2 separate regions of the Danio rerio genome follow, and region 1 is linked to region 2. Evidence: chromatin contacts called from public Hi-C data. All regions are on one chromosome and are shown on one strand. Each heading gives the region's core, a stretch centred on a gene start, on an enhancer-like site or on the middle of the called end of the contact. The rest is flanking DNA. Distances are from core to core; before and after follow the strand shown.

Evidence for each region. Hi-C and Micro-C count contacts between places; a contact is called where the count stands out from the background.
Region 1: a Hi-C map of embryo shows a contact between it and region 2, with 5 times the contacts expected there. The contact joins the promoter of rpl26 here to the enhancer-like site in region 2. A contact is called at or near these places in 2 of 18 Hi-C or Micro-C datasets (caudal fin and embryo).

What each region holds. Positions count from the first base shown.
Region 1 is chr14:58,647,630-58,654,615 of GRCz12tu, reverse strand. rpl26 (ribosomal protein L26) reads right to left here and starts at 4,766. Exons shown (of 4, transcript NM_213113.2): 1 at 4,727-4,766; 2 at 2,869-3,041; 3 at 2,648-2,788; 4 at 394-563. The coding sequence starts at 3,036. The coding sequence ends at 435.
Region 2 is chr14:58,270,825-58,277,053 of GRCz12tu, reverse strand. All of the region lies in intron 1 of LOC141377622 (a long non-coding RNA gene), which reads left to right. Among named protein-coding and RNA genes, the nearest start is that of cpxm1b, 110 kb to the left of the region's middle. Within about 2 kb of position 3,748, at least 19 of the 62 cell types and tissues checked have an H3K27ac peak or open chromatin away from gene starts, as enhancers often do.

The DNA of each region.
Region 1 (6,986 bases), core at 3,517-6,016, 380 kb before region 2:
AGATCATCCTGCATTACTGACTGCTGCTGCTTCCCTGCTGGGTCGATCTGTCATTTCACTGTTGATCATGAGTTGTATATTTTACCATATATTGATATAAGTATAGTGCAAAACTGACAGATTGTTCCTTTCCAGCAGGGAAGCAGCAGCAGTCAGTAATGCAGGATGATCTGCTGTCAGGACTTCACCGTCAATAACTGTGATTATAATGGAAGTGAATGGAGCAAACACAGCAGCAACATCACCAAAGCAGAGTCAGTGTGAACACACACACACACACACACACACACACACACACACGGGTCAAATCCAAACCGAGAGTGTTCTGGCGCAGTGCACTCTGGGAAAAAACCCGCTCTCTCTCTCTGTTAAATGACGACAGGAGCACAGAGGTGGAACTTTACAGTCTTTTATTGTTAGCAAAAACAGCTCCTTCACTCCTGCATCTTCTCGATGGTCTCCTCCTTGTATTTGCCCTTCTCCTTGATGTCCTGTCTGGATTTGGCCTTGCGCTCCAGGATCTTCTTGCGATCCTTGTCGAGCTTTAGCCTGGTGATCACAACCTGCGCGCGCACACACACACACACACACACACACACACACACACACACACACACACACACACAAGTTAACAGTACACAAACACAGCACTGTTTATACAGATGATCAGAGTCTGGACTGCAGGTGCTAAAAGCAAAGCATTGAAGATGATCTGGAGGATACAGACACCGCTCTCTCTCTCTCTCTCTCTCATCACTGCTCGAGCCACAGATCAGGGAGTAAAGAGGAAAAAACATGCTTTACTACATCTGTGCAATGTTCTCACACACACACACACACACACACACACACCACTGTACTACATGCAGAGCAAATAAAAGCTTCATCCAGGAAAAGCCCTGACTTTATATATGACAGAATATTTAGAGTGAGCAGTCAACATGATGATTTGATGAAGGGAAGGACGCATGCGTGTAAAAACATCACGTTACAGGAGCACAGAGGAACTCAGCTTATACAACACACAGCAGAGGACTGAACACCTGAACACCACAGCACAGATCATCTCCTCAACACTTCTGTCTGATCCAGCACACACACCTCAGCATTCCCCAATCAACAACAACAACTACACACCGTTTGACTGAACCATCACACACACACACACACACACACACACACACACACACACACACACACTGGCAGAGCTGAACAGGAAGAGCTCCACACCAGCTTGCAGACACTGGTCCACACTGAACAGAGCACAAGCTCACACACTGTGCAGGAGCAACAGGCACGCACGCGCGCGCACACACACACACACGATATTCACTGTTGTTTAATAGCCTAAATTAAGGCTAAATCGTGGTGATTTAAGACTTTACAGGACTCACAGATAACCTGTTTATAATGTTACTATCATTAAAGAGTGCAGACACTTTCAGTGCCCAGTGTGTGTGTGTGTGTGTGTGTGTGTCTGTGTACTCCAGATGCATGCACACAGGTTACTGCATGTGCTGTGCATTGATCAAACTGTGTTTACACTGGTGTGTTTCACTTTAAAATGCTTAATGTGTTAAGATTACACACCTTCCATCCACACTGATGCCAACATACACGCATGGCCAGCGAGTGAGTGTGTGTGTGTGTGTGTGTGAGAATGGTCACAAATTATGCATTAAGCACAAATTATGCATACACCAATAATCTGCTGCTGCTGAACAGGGTCCTGTGTAGCTCCAGCAGAGGAGTAGACAGTGTCATACATGATGAACAGCCTTTACTGTAGTGAAGGAGCAGTGCTCAAATACTGCACACTGATGAGGGAACACACATTCACTGAATGTCAGAGTGTGTGTGTGATGAAGATCAGCTGCTGTCTTCATGCTGAGCACATCTGAGGACTGAAGCTAACCTGATCTGCTGTACTGTAGAGCACAGGTGTCAAACTCAGTTCCTGGAGGGCCGCAGCTCTGCACAGTTTAGTTCAACCCTCATTAAACACACCTGATCAGACTAATTGAGTCCTTCAGGCTTGTTTGAAACCTACAGGTAAGTGTGTTGGAGCAGGGGTGGAACTAAACTGTGCAGAGCTGCGGCCCTCCAGGAATTGAGTTTGACACCCCTGCTGTAGAGCTTCAGTGAAGGCTGATCTCGACTGACTTGAAGGATAATCATTGAGTTATAAGAGAACAGCAGGATTACATGTGCCACAGTAGCAGTGCTTTACATAGTGACTCCATCAAGTGCACTGAAGCGCAGGGTGTCAAACTCAGCTCCTGGAGGGCCACAGCTCTGCAAACTTCAGCTTCAGCTGCTGAAGAGTGTCTAGTAGTCTGGAACACCTTGATGAGTGGATCAGCTGTGTGGATCAGGGTTAGAGCAGAGCTGCGGCCCTACAGGAGCTGAGTTTGACACCTGTGCTATAAAGGGTTAAACAGACACACTGATGTAAACGCAGCCTCTCTCTCTCTCACACACACACACACACACACAGCTCCAGCATCCTCACTGTACTGCTTTACACACCGCTCAGACTAGAGCTGTACTAGTGAGTGACTCTGGTGTTGTGTGTAAACATGCTCTACATCTCCTGCTGCGTGTGTAAACATGCGTCTGCATAACACACACACACACACACACACACCTTGCTGGGGTGGATGCCCACATGGACTGTGGTTCCGTTGGCCTTCTCCCGCTGCACGCGCTCGATGTAGATCACGTACTTCTTCCTGTAGACCTGCACCACTTTACCGATCTGCTGGCCTTTGTAGTGTCCCCGAACCACCTGCACACACAGACGCGTCAAACACACTGATGTACACACACACACACCCCTATACACACCACACCAGCGCGCGCTCTGACCTGGACCTCGTCGTCCTTGCGGATGGGCATGGAGCGCACGTTGTATTTCTGCCGCAGCTCTTTGGACAGTGGAGACGACATGATCTTCCTGCGGATGTGGGACGGCGCGTTGAAGTGGCGCTTACGGTTCTTGCGCCGGGAGGACGTCACAAACGTGTTCAGCTTCATGATGGCTGACGGAGAAACACACAACAATGTTAATGTTAACAGCGGCCGGAGATTATTCATCCTAAATAAAGGTTCGATATGTTTACAGAAAGACACATGCATATGAGAAGTATTCATATTTACATATCTAATATGGACAGAACAGATCAATCAAATGTTTACGCAAATAATCGTCTGGTATTGTCGTTTTTATGCATATTTATCTCCCATGTTAAGATATATATAAAAACATTTCTTATGTCAAAACAAACTCTTATTTTGGATGCAATTAAATCATGATTCCAGCATTAATGATAATTATATTGAGGTTAAACCTCTCTCAGTGTCCACTGGGCCAATCTTAAGTCATTTTAGTTCAATATTTAATTAGAAACTGTCATGTGTGATAGTCAATTTATTATTGTTCATCAGTGCCTGTGTTTATGATTATACAGCAACTCATCAATCGCCATAAACACATTCAGAACACAAAATAACATGCAGACGTCTGTAATGCAGCATCACTTGTGAATCAGCACTTTTCTAGTCTGCAGGGGGGAAATGGAGTTCAAGTTTTCTACACTTGTTAGTAAACATTGTGAAAAAGCAGACGACAGACAGACACTGTCCACACTACAACTATTACACATTAATTAAACAGAGCGTGCACACACACACACCCCCGATCATCTGCTCAGATCTGACTCGCTTTGCACATTTATGAGTTTGTTGAACTGAAGATATTGTGAAGAATGCTGTAAACCGGTAACCATTGACTTCCATTGTGTTTGTTTTCTACAATGGAGGCCAATGGTTACTGATCTTCAGCATTCTTCAAAATATCTTCTTTGCTGTTTAACAGAAGTAACTCATGATATATTAGTGTTCACTTTAGAGTGATTAGTGAGTTAGTGTTCAGCAGATTTCAGCACACACACACACAAGCTTCGAGTCAGAATGAAGCGGGGTGTGTGTGTCAAAACGGTCCCATACTGACATGTTCATCACTTCATTAATACTTTATATATATATATATACACACACACACTTGATACCCAATGTATCATGTTGAATTCAGGACACTGTTGTACACACTGTAGGACTAACAAAGGCACGTTTCTGTAACACACACTAGCCTTACAGTCCACAACACTTCTCTCTCTCTCACACACACACTGCTGTAGTCTAAACTACCTACACACAATAAACGTGCAAGACTAGCAGACATGTTCTCTCTCACACACAGCTATACACAACACAAACACACTTAATCCGTTACACAGCACGCGTTTCAAACACACACTCACTTCGGGGCTCGACCCGGACTCGTGTCTCTCATACACACACACAGTTTGTGCTATTCTTCCTGAACACTCCACACACACACACACACTCTCTCTCTCTCTCTCTCTGATCAGTGTTGTGTTGGATGATGATGATGATGATGTGATCTCTGCATGCTGAAGCGCGCTTTTACACTGTGTGTGTGTGTGTGTGTTTAGTGTCGTTTGGCGCTGTTTTGTGGAGTCGGGAGCGCGACTGAACTTTAGCGGCTCAATGACGCCTCATATCGCGTCGTATGACTGAAATAACGGTTTTACAGCGAACACACACATGCTGCGGGTTAACAGAGCGAGTCTGAAACACCGATGCCCGTAAATCCGCGCGGATGGCGGAGGATAAGATAAAAACACCGGCGATCTGCGCTTACCCTGCCGACCTGTCACGATGGCCGCCGGAAAAGAGACTCGAGAACTACTTCCGCCAGAATTAGTGGAGCCGCAAGTCTCGCGAGATCACAGGGGTGAGGCGGGATTTCCGCCAGCGGAGAGAGAAGAAGGTATTAAAAAATATAAATATCAAATATGCTAATAGAATATTCAGTCCAGCTGTGAGTCACTAATGAACAGCAGATTAATAAATCAATATAATAACAACATTCACACGGGGCGAGTAATTAAAGGGACAGTTCCCTCAAACACTGATCCCCCGTCATCATCAGTCACTCACTCACAGACAGAAGCCGGTAACCATCGACTTCCACAGCGAATATGAGCGAGAGCAGCCCTCACACATCTCACAGCTCTGCAGTATTATATGTGTGCATATACAGTAGATTAGTCAGTGCTGAAGCCAAATCTGACATAATAACTGACGAAAACCCTCCAAACACTAGCACAGACACATGTATATGACACAGAAAATATTCAATACACATTAAAAAAGGAGGAAAAATCAAGAGAAACAAAAAACTGGAGAAATTTAGTGGATATTTTGTAGGTTTAATATGTATTTCAATATTTAGCTTAAATTTAATCACATTATCTTTGAATTTCTAAAGATGTTTGGTCACTAAAATATAATTTTTTAAAAATATATCTGTTAAGTAAATCTGTTTTGTTCAAACGCACTGAAACACATCGCCTATATTCACTGAGAAATGGAGGAACATATTCAGAATGGAGTACTGCACTGTACATCTTACTGTATAAGTCAATGGTTACCGGTTTCAGCAGTGTCTTCATTAGTCTTCATAAAGCTCTATCATCATATCATACTGAGCAAATTTACATTCATGGGTAAATTAATTACTATTCAGTTACCAGTCATTAGCAGGCTCTATTAGAGATGGGTCTGGCTGCACACCTGGTGCAGTGCAATCTGAGCTGCATCCAATGCTTTTTAATGCGCTCACCTAACCCCGCCCCTAACCCTACCCATCACAGTGACGTCACTCACTCCACTGAGTGCATTGTGTCTGAGCGATGCAGTCTCAGCTTGCATTATAAAGGCTGCATCCAGATACTATTGCTCCATTATGCGTTTGCTGTATTTCTGAGGTGTGATTTACTCCTCAGACATCTTTAAGATGATCAGCAGGATTGAATTAGATTATAATTACTTAAACCGACCATTAACCAGCGGGTTATTAACATTTAGCTAATAAACAACCATAATAATAAACACAAGCAGAGAACTACAATAATCACAGTGAGTCTGCATTAAACTGCACACATCATCATACGTCATCACCATCTCCTGCTGCATGTGAGATGAGGCGATGGCGACTGCTGAAGGCAGATATCATGTTATCATCACGATATAATGTGGTGATTAGATCATAACTGTACTGTGCATTATCACAGTGGCCATATTCACCATGTAAACACAAGAAAACAGCACTAACATTATAGCAGACACTAACAGCTCAATCTCAGACACCAGACTCTTCTGACAGGGGGGTCGAGTGTTATTGAGTGTCAGGATGTTGTGGGACTGCTGAACACGAGTTATTATTGGTTATTTTAGCAGGGTTTTTTTAAAGCATGACAGTAAAACATGAGTGTGGTTATGAATTTATTAAACATGTGCTTGTTTGTTGTAATAATTCATAATAATGACGGAATATACTCATTAGTGGATCTCCTGGCGTCGGTGTGCAGCTGTCCTGCTGTTGTGGATGGGGTATTCTGGGAAATGTTCTTACCTCTTGGTTTCCAGTGTGGTCCTGAAATGTCTTTGTGCAAAGGACTATTCACCCCTTCCCCTGAGCCCCAAGCCTGCAAGCTGAAGAGAATTGGGACAGCCCTGACCCTTCACAGGAGCACACAGAACAAGGGTTAGGGGTGAGGGGAAGGGCTGAGGGGGAGAATCGGGACTGGCCCAAATGACTGACAGAGCTGCAGGTTATTCTGTATTAGGAATATTTTACATGTTTAAAAGTAACTTCAAAGTAAAGTAATTAGTAATCTGACGACTGTTTACGTGAAGTCATTAGTAATGTAATCAGATTTCTAATCAGTCATTTGTAATCGATTACTTTTTAAAAGTAAATGACCCAACACTGATTATCATATAACTCACTTTACTATCAGCAACTTTAATAAATACATATTTAATCAAAGCAAATCACACATATAGTCACATCTTCAGCAGAACGTGTGCTATGATGAGTGAAAAGCGGAGGTGCT
Region 2 (6,229 bases), core at 2,499-4,998:
AACACAGTTTGCAAGCTCTGCTATGTATGTATTAGGGTTTGTCCGATAGACAATACCGGCATCCCGCTCCTCCGCCCGTTTCCGTTGCAAATGATTGACAGGTGGTAATTATGTGTGTAACTTGCCTTTAATAATTTACTGTATGAGTTGTTTATGGGTAAAACAAAGACAGTGCAGGTCAGGTAGTTTAAACGGTAAGCTACAAATAATTAATTCGTTATTAATTAGTTAATTATTCATAATTGAAAATCGAATCGAACCGTGACCTTAGAATCGAAAATGTAATCGAATCGAGGATTTGGAGGATCGTGACACCCTTAGTGCGCACAGGTTTCACTTCCTCTTCCGAGTGCGGCTCATGGCTCATGTCACTGTGAGGAAAACACACACATGCAAATCAAACCTCCCGCACGGCCCTTAAACGATCGCTCTGTCAACAAACTGACTGTTAATTACAACTTTATTACCTGTTATTCACAGCCTATGCAGCTTCAGTTCACTAAAGTAGCCATCATAGACGCACACACATGCGTTCTCGGAGTAAACGAACAGCTCGTGGTCAGCTCACGTGTGATTTTGCGGCCGTGAATACATCATTACATGAAGACAAATGACATTTTTTGGTGAATTATACCCTTTAAATACAGTATGTGACACTTTTAACGCCTTTTGAAGGTGTCGGGGTTGCTGTGAAGACTGCCTTGCTTCTCTCCTGACCTTGAGAATATAATTGGCTCAATCATAGAAAGCTGAATTAAGATGGAGTGTAGGGTCCAATCCAGACCGGGATCTTTTTCCATTAATCATGCAGCTCCAAATGCAGGGGGTGCAGTAGGTAGCACAATTGCCTCACAGCAAGAAGGTTGCTAGTTCGAGCCTCGGCTGGGTCATTTCTGTGTGGAGTTTGCATGTTCTCCCCATGTTGGGCGCATTAGAAATAAAGATGCATTGCATTGATGCACAATAATGATGTGTGTACTGTTAAAAAAGCTGATTCGGACTCTGGGAAAGGGAAGTTAATGTGAGTTTGCTGTTGTAATGATGGCCTGATTTGCGGATGCCGCTGATGTTTTGTAGCTCATGATTATGAAAGCTCATCCCGTTCTCAGACATGCGCTTCTACTGTATATCTTGTCAGCGTGCAGCAGAAATGAGCAGTGTATGTAGCGGCAATTGTTCATTTTAATTGTAAAAACAGAGCATTTAAAGCAATAGTTCAGGCAGATGCGAGGCAATTTGCATTTAATTTGCCGCTGTCTGGAATTTCCTGATGCCTTCGCGATATTGAAATGCAGCGAGGAAAAAACTGTGAGTTGTCGGGCAGGCGGCGAAAGCGAGATTCGGGCATGAAGCAATTAACTGTGAGGCTTGTAACCTGCCAGAATCGCTCTCGCTAAGTGATTTCATCTCTGTCAAAAAAGCCCGGATTAATCTGAGTGATACTTTTCATTTAGTTAGCATCAAAACAGCATTTTCTTTAGCGGTCCATATGGGGGTCTGTTGCAAGGTATGTCATTAAACTCCTGCAACCAGATGTTTCCTACAGCCACACCATTATCTATGCAAATTTATTCATTAAACGGTTTAATTGTGCCGATGATTGACAGCCGGCGGCGTTATTATGGGGGAATGTTATGGAGCCGGGCTAATAATGCTTTAGTCTTATTAACTCTGAGTATAAGCAGGATCTTGTGTAGATTAACCTCCGCTAATGTTGTGTTGCTGAAGATGCCCACCCTGGTGACAGGTATACTGCTTTATTTGGAGACCAGGAGCCATTACTGATCCCAAATTATCGAGTTTATGAGGAGGATGCTAATGATCGTGGCGCGCCGGCGAGGCCTGACCTCAAACAGAACAAAATTGATGTCCCTCTGAGAGATTGAGGAGACCATTTAAAGAGTGATATGCAATGCAAACGCATCTATTTCAATTAAAAGTTGTGTTGATGTAAAGCAATCTGGGCCGATCAGCTGTTCTGAGAGCAGAATTACAGACTTTATAGTTAGTTTACACACCTAGGGCCGCCCTAATCCACTTTCTGACACTGCTGTAATGGCCTCATTAACCTTCTCAGGCTGATTGTTTTACATTTACTTTTGGATTTAGGATGGAGACGCTCAAATAAAAACATTATTTTTATGTGTACAGGATTTTGTTTTCGAGAGATTGAGTAGATGATTTAAAGAGTAATATGCAATGCAAACGCATCTATTTCAATTAAAAGTTGTGTTGATGTAAAGCAATCTGGGCCGATCAGCTGTTCTGAGAGCAGAATTAGAGACTTTAGTTTGTTTTCACATCTCAGGCAGCGGTAATCTACTTTCGGATTTAGGGTAGAGACATTAAATTAAAAACATTTTTACGTTCAATATTTACAGTTGAATTATTAGCCCCCTGAATTATTATCGCCCCTGTTTATTTTTTCCCCAATTTCTGTTTAATGGAGGGAAGATTGTTTCAGCACATTTCTGAGCATAATAGTGTTAATAACTCATTTCTAATAACTGATTTATTTTCTCTTTGTCATGATGACAGTAAATGATATTAGACTTGATATTCTTCAAGACACTTCTATACAGCTTAAAGTGACATGTAAAGGCTTCACTGGGTTAATTAGGTTAACTAGGCAGGTTAGGGTAATTGGGCAAGTTATTGTGAAACAATGGTTTGTTCTGGAGACAATAAAAAAAAAATAGCTTAAAGGGGCTAATAATTTTGTCCCAATATTAATAACTGTTTTTATTCTAGCCAAAGTAAAACAAAGAAGACGTTTTCCAGAAGAAAATATATTATCAGACATACTGTGAAAATGTCCTTGCTCTGTTAAACATCATTTGGGAAATATTTAAGAAAAGAAGAAAAAAATCAAAGGGGGCGAATAATTCTGACTTCAACTGTATGTGTTTATAGGTAACTGTCCAGTTATTAAGCCACAGTTAAAAACCATTTCATAAACTATACGGTAAATAAATGTCAGTTGTGGTTGCCAGAATTTTACTATTAAAAAATGTGGTAAAAACCATCAAATAGTTTTCTAAATTTTACAGGAAACGACTGTATTTAATTAGTGTATAGTATTACACACACCAGTGTTTTAAAGTACTAACACTACACATCATATATATTTTGATGATCAACAGTACGATGACAGATCGTCTCTCTTAATCTCAACAAGGTAAACCAGCAGCAGTGCAGAACACAGGATGATCTGCTGTCATGACTTTACAGCCAATAAATGTGATTATAATGGAAGTCAATAGAGCAAACACAGCAGCAACAGAACCAGAGGAGTCAATCTGATAATCTGATGATGAGTTATGAACATTTTCCCAAAACATGAATCAGATTATTCAGCAGAAATCATCACATTTGCTGAAACACAGAGAAAGATGAGGACAAATGAAGACTCAACATCAACCCAGAGTGGAGGAAAACAACCCAACAGCACACACGGGTTAATCACTGCAATGCAGATGCTTGAAGGTTTAATGCAGGAAAATATATTGTCTTTATTTACTGAGAAATAATATGTGTACAATAAAAAGTGTGTATAAAGTAGAGTGTGTGTGCTCATGTGCACTATATAGTGTGTTTCTCAGTCTGCTCTTATTAGCGCGGCTCCTGACAGGCTGCCTCCGGGCGCGGGTGTGAGGGCTGAATCCTCCTCCTCAGGATGTTGTTTTAGCTCTGGAAGTGTCCCGGTGCGCCGCTCACACACCCTCTGTGTGAGAAATGTGCGCAGGCAGGAAATAGAGAGTGTGTCATACAGGAAGTGGAGGCTTTCCGGCTCTCATTCATAACAGCGCTCGGGCCCCCAGCATCAACATGATTGATCCGCAGCCGCCCTCGACCACACTTTATCATTCAAGCAGAGCAAACGCTGGGTCGTTTTCAACGCTTCAATGCAAATTATAACACGACCCAGACCTGAGCGCGCGGTTCTGCAGTGTGTTTCCCAGCCCGCGGGGCTGGAGTGCAGTATAGTGCGGTCCCTTATGTGGCTTTACTCTTTCCACACACTTAAATCTGCCTCTGAACGCACAATTACTGCATTTCACATGTCATGTTACAGTGATGCAACAATTTCAGCCCTTATACTGTTCCTACTGTCCCAGGTGATTAGGTGCTCAGTTAAGTTTACATTTACATTTAGCAGATGCTTTTATCCAAAGCGACTTACAAATGAGGACAAGGAAGCAATTTACACAACTATAAGAGCAACAATGAAGAAGTGCTGTAGGCGAGTTTCAGGTGTGCAAAGTGTAAGAAGCAAAAACATTAGTATTTATTTATTTATTTTTTCTGTAGTACAGTGGTATATCCAGAGAGGCAATTGCAGATCAGGAAGGAAAGTGGAGACTAAATAGTTGAGTTTTTAGTGGTTTCTTGAAGACAGCGAGTGACTCTGCTGTTCTGATGCAGTTAGGGAGTTCATTCCACCAACTGGGCAGATTGAGCGCGAGAGTTCGGGAAAGTGATTTCTTCCCTCTTTGGGATGGAACCACGAGGCGACGTTCATTCACAGAACGCAAGTTTCTGGAGGACACATAGATCTGCAGAAGTGAGAGCAGATAAGAAGGAGCAAAGCCAGAAGTCACTTTGTAAGCAAACATCAGAGCTTTGAATTTGATGCAAGCAGCAACTGGCAGCCAGTGCAAACGGATGAGCAGCGGAGTGACATGTGCTCTTTTAGCTTCATTAAAGACCACTCGTGCTGCTGCGTTCTGAAGCACCTGAAGAGGTTTGATAGAGTTAGCTGGAAGCCCGGCTAGTAGAGAGTTGCAATAGTCCAGTCTGGAGAGAACAAGAGCTTGAACAAGGAGTTGAGCTGCATGTTCAGATAGAAAGGGTCGGACATTTCTGATGTTGTAGAGTGTGAATCTGCACGATCGAGCAGTTCTAGAAATGTAGTCAGAGAAGTTTAGTTGGTCATCAATCGTAATGCATGCTGTAAAGGAACTCTTAAGTTGACTTTACCTAAAGAAAATGAGTAAACACATGAGCTTAAAATGAAGCAGTGCGAAATTATAAAAAGCCAACTAACTGCTTTTCACAGCATGCATCATGTTACAGTTGTGCAAAAACTACATTTATACAGTTTTTATTGTAAAAGGTAATGTTATTTTGCTTTTTTGGATTTTATCTACTGGGCTGATCGGGCCGGTGGTTGAGATTGTTAGGCCCAATCCCAATTCTATTTTTGTACCCTTTGTACCCTTCAAAATTTAACCTTAAGAATTGTGACAGCACTACAGCACCTGCACACGTCATCATACGTCATCACAATCTCTTACTTCACATGAGATCAGACGATGGCTACTGCTGGAGTTACTCCAGTTGGGTTATTTGTTGGTATTTATCTTCAGGAGATCACTGAAGGCAGATATCATGTCATCATCATGATCTAATGTGGTGATAAGATCATAACTGTACTGTGCATTATCACAGTGGACATATTCATCAACGTAAACACAAGAAAACAGCACTAACATTATAGCAGACACTGTAACAGCTCATTCTCAGACACTAGACTCTTCTGACAGGATATTTAAGTGTCAGAATGTTGTGGGACTGCTGTACACGAGTTATTAATAGGGATTATAGATTGCCAAATTTAGCAGTTTTTATTTTAGCATTTTTTTTTAAAGCATGACAGTAAAACATGAGCGCGGTTATGAATATATTAAACGTGTTTGTTTGTTGTAAAAATTCACAATAATGACAAAATATACTCATTTGTGGATCTCCTGACTTCCGGGTGTATTCTGGGAAATTTTTCTTACCCCTTGGTTTTGAGTGTGGTCCTGAAAAATCTACCCCTTGCCCTTAGCCCTACGCCTTAAAGCTAAAGAGAATTGGAACACCACTACCCCTTCACGTGCACGCGCAAAACCAGGGGTAAGGGGAAGGGCTAAGGGGAGAATTGGGATTAGGCCTAACTTGCCCTGCTAAAGTTTTCACTGGCCTCACCAAAAAAAAAAAAAAAAAAAACATTTCTCAGCCCCATAATTTAAATAATGTGGCAAATTAATGACTGTGAATCTACAATTTAAACATTTTAAAAATGTTAATAAATTGAAAATGAGCAAAATTCAAGATTATATGTAAACGAAAGAGCAGTATGAAAAATGTGCTGGTATTTTATTGAAATTCGACATTATTTTTATAAAAATGGCCTGCCAAACTGACGACAACTCTCTTTTTTTGTTCTGTTTTCTTGGACTCC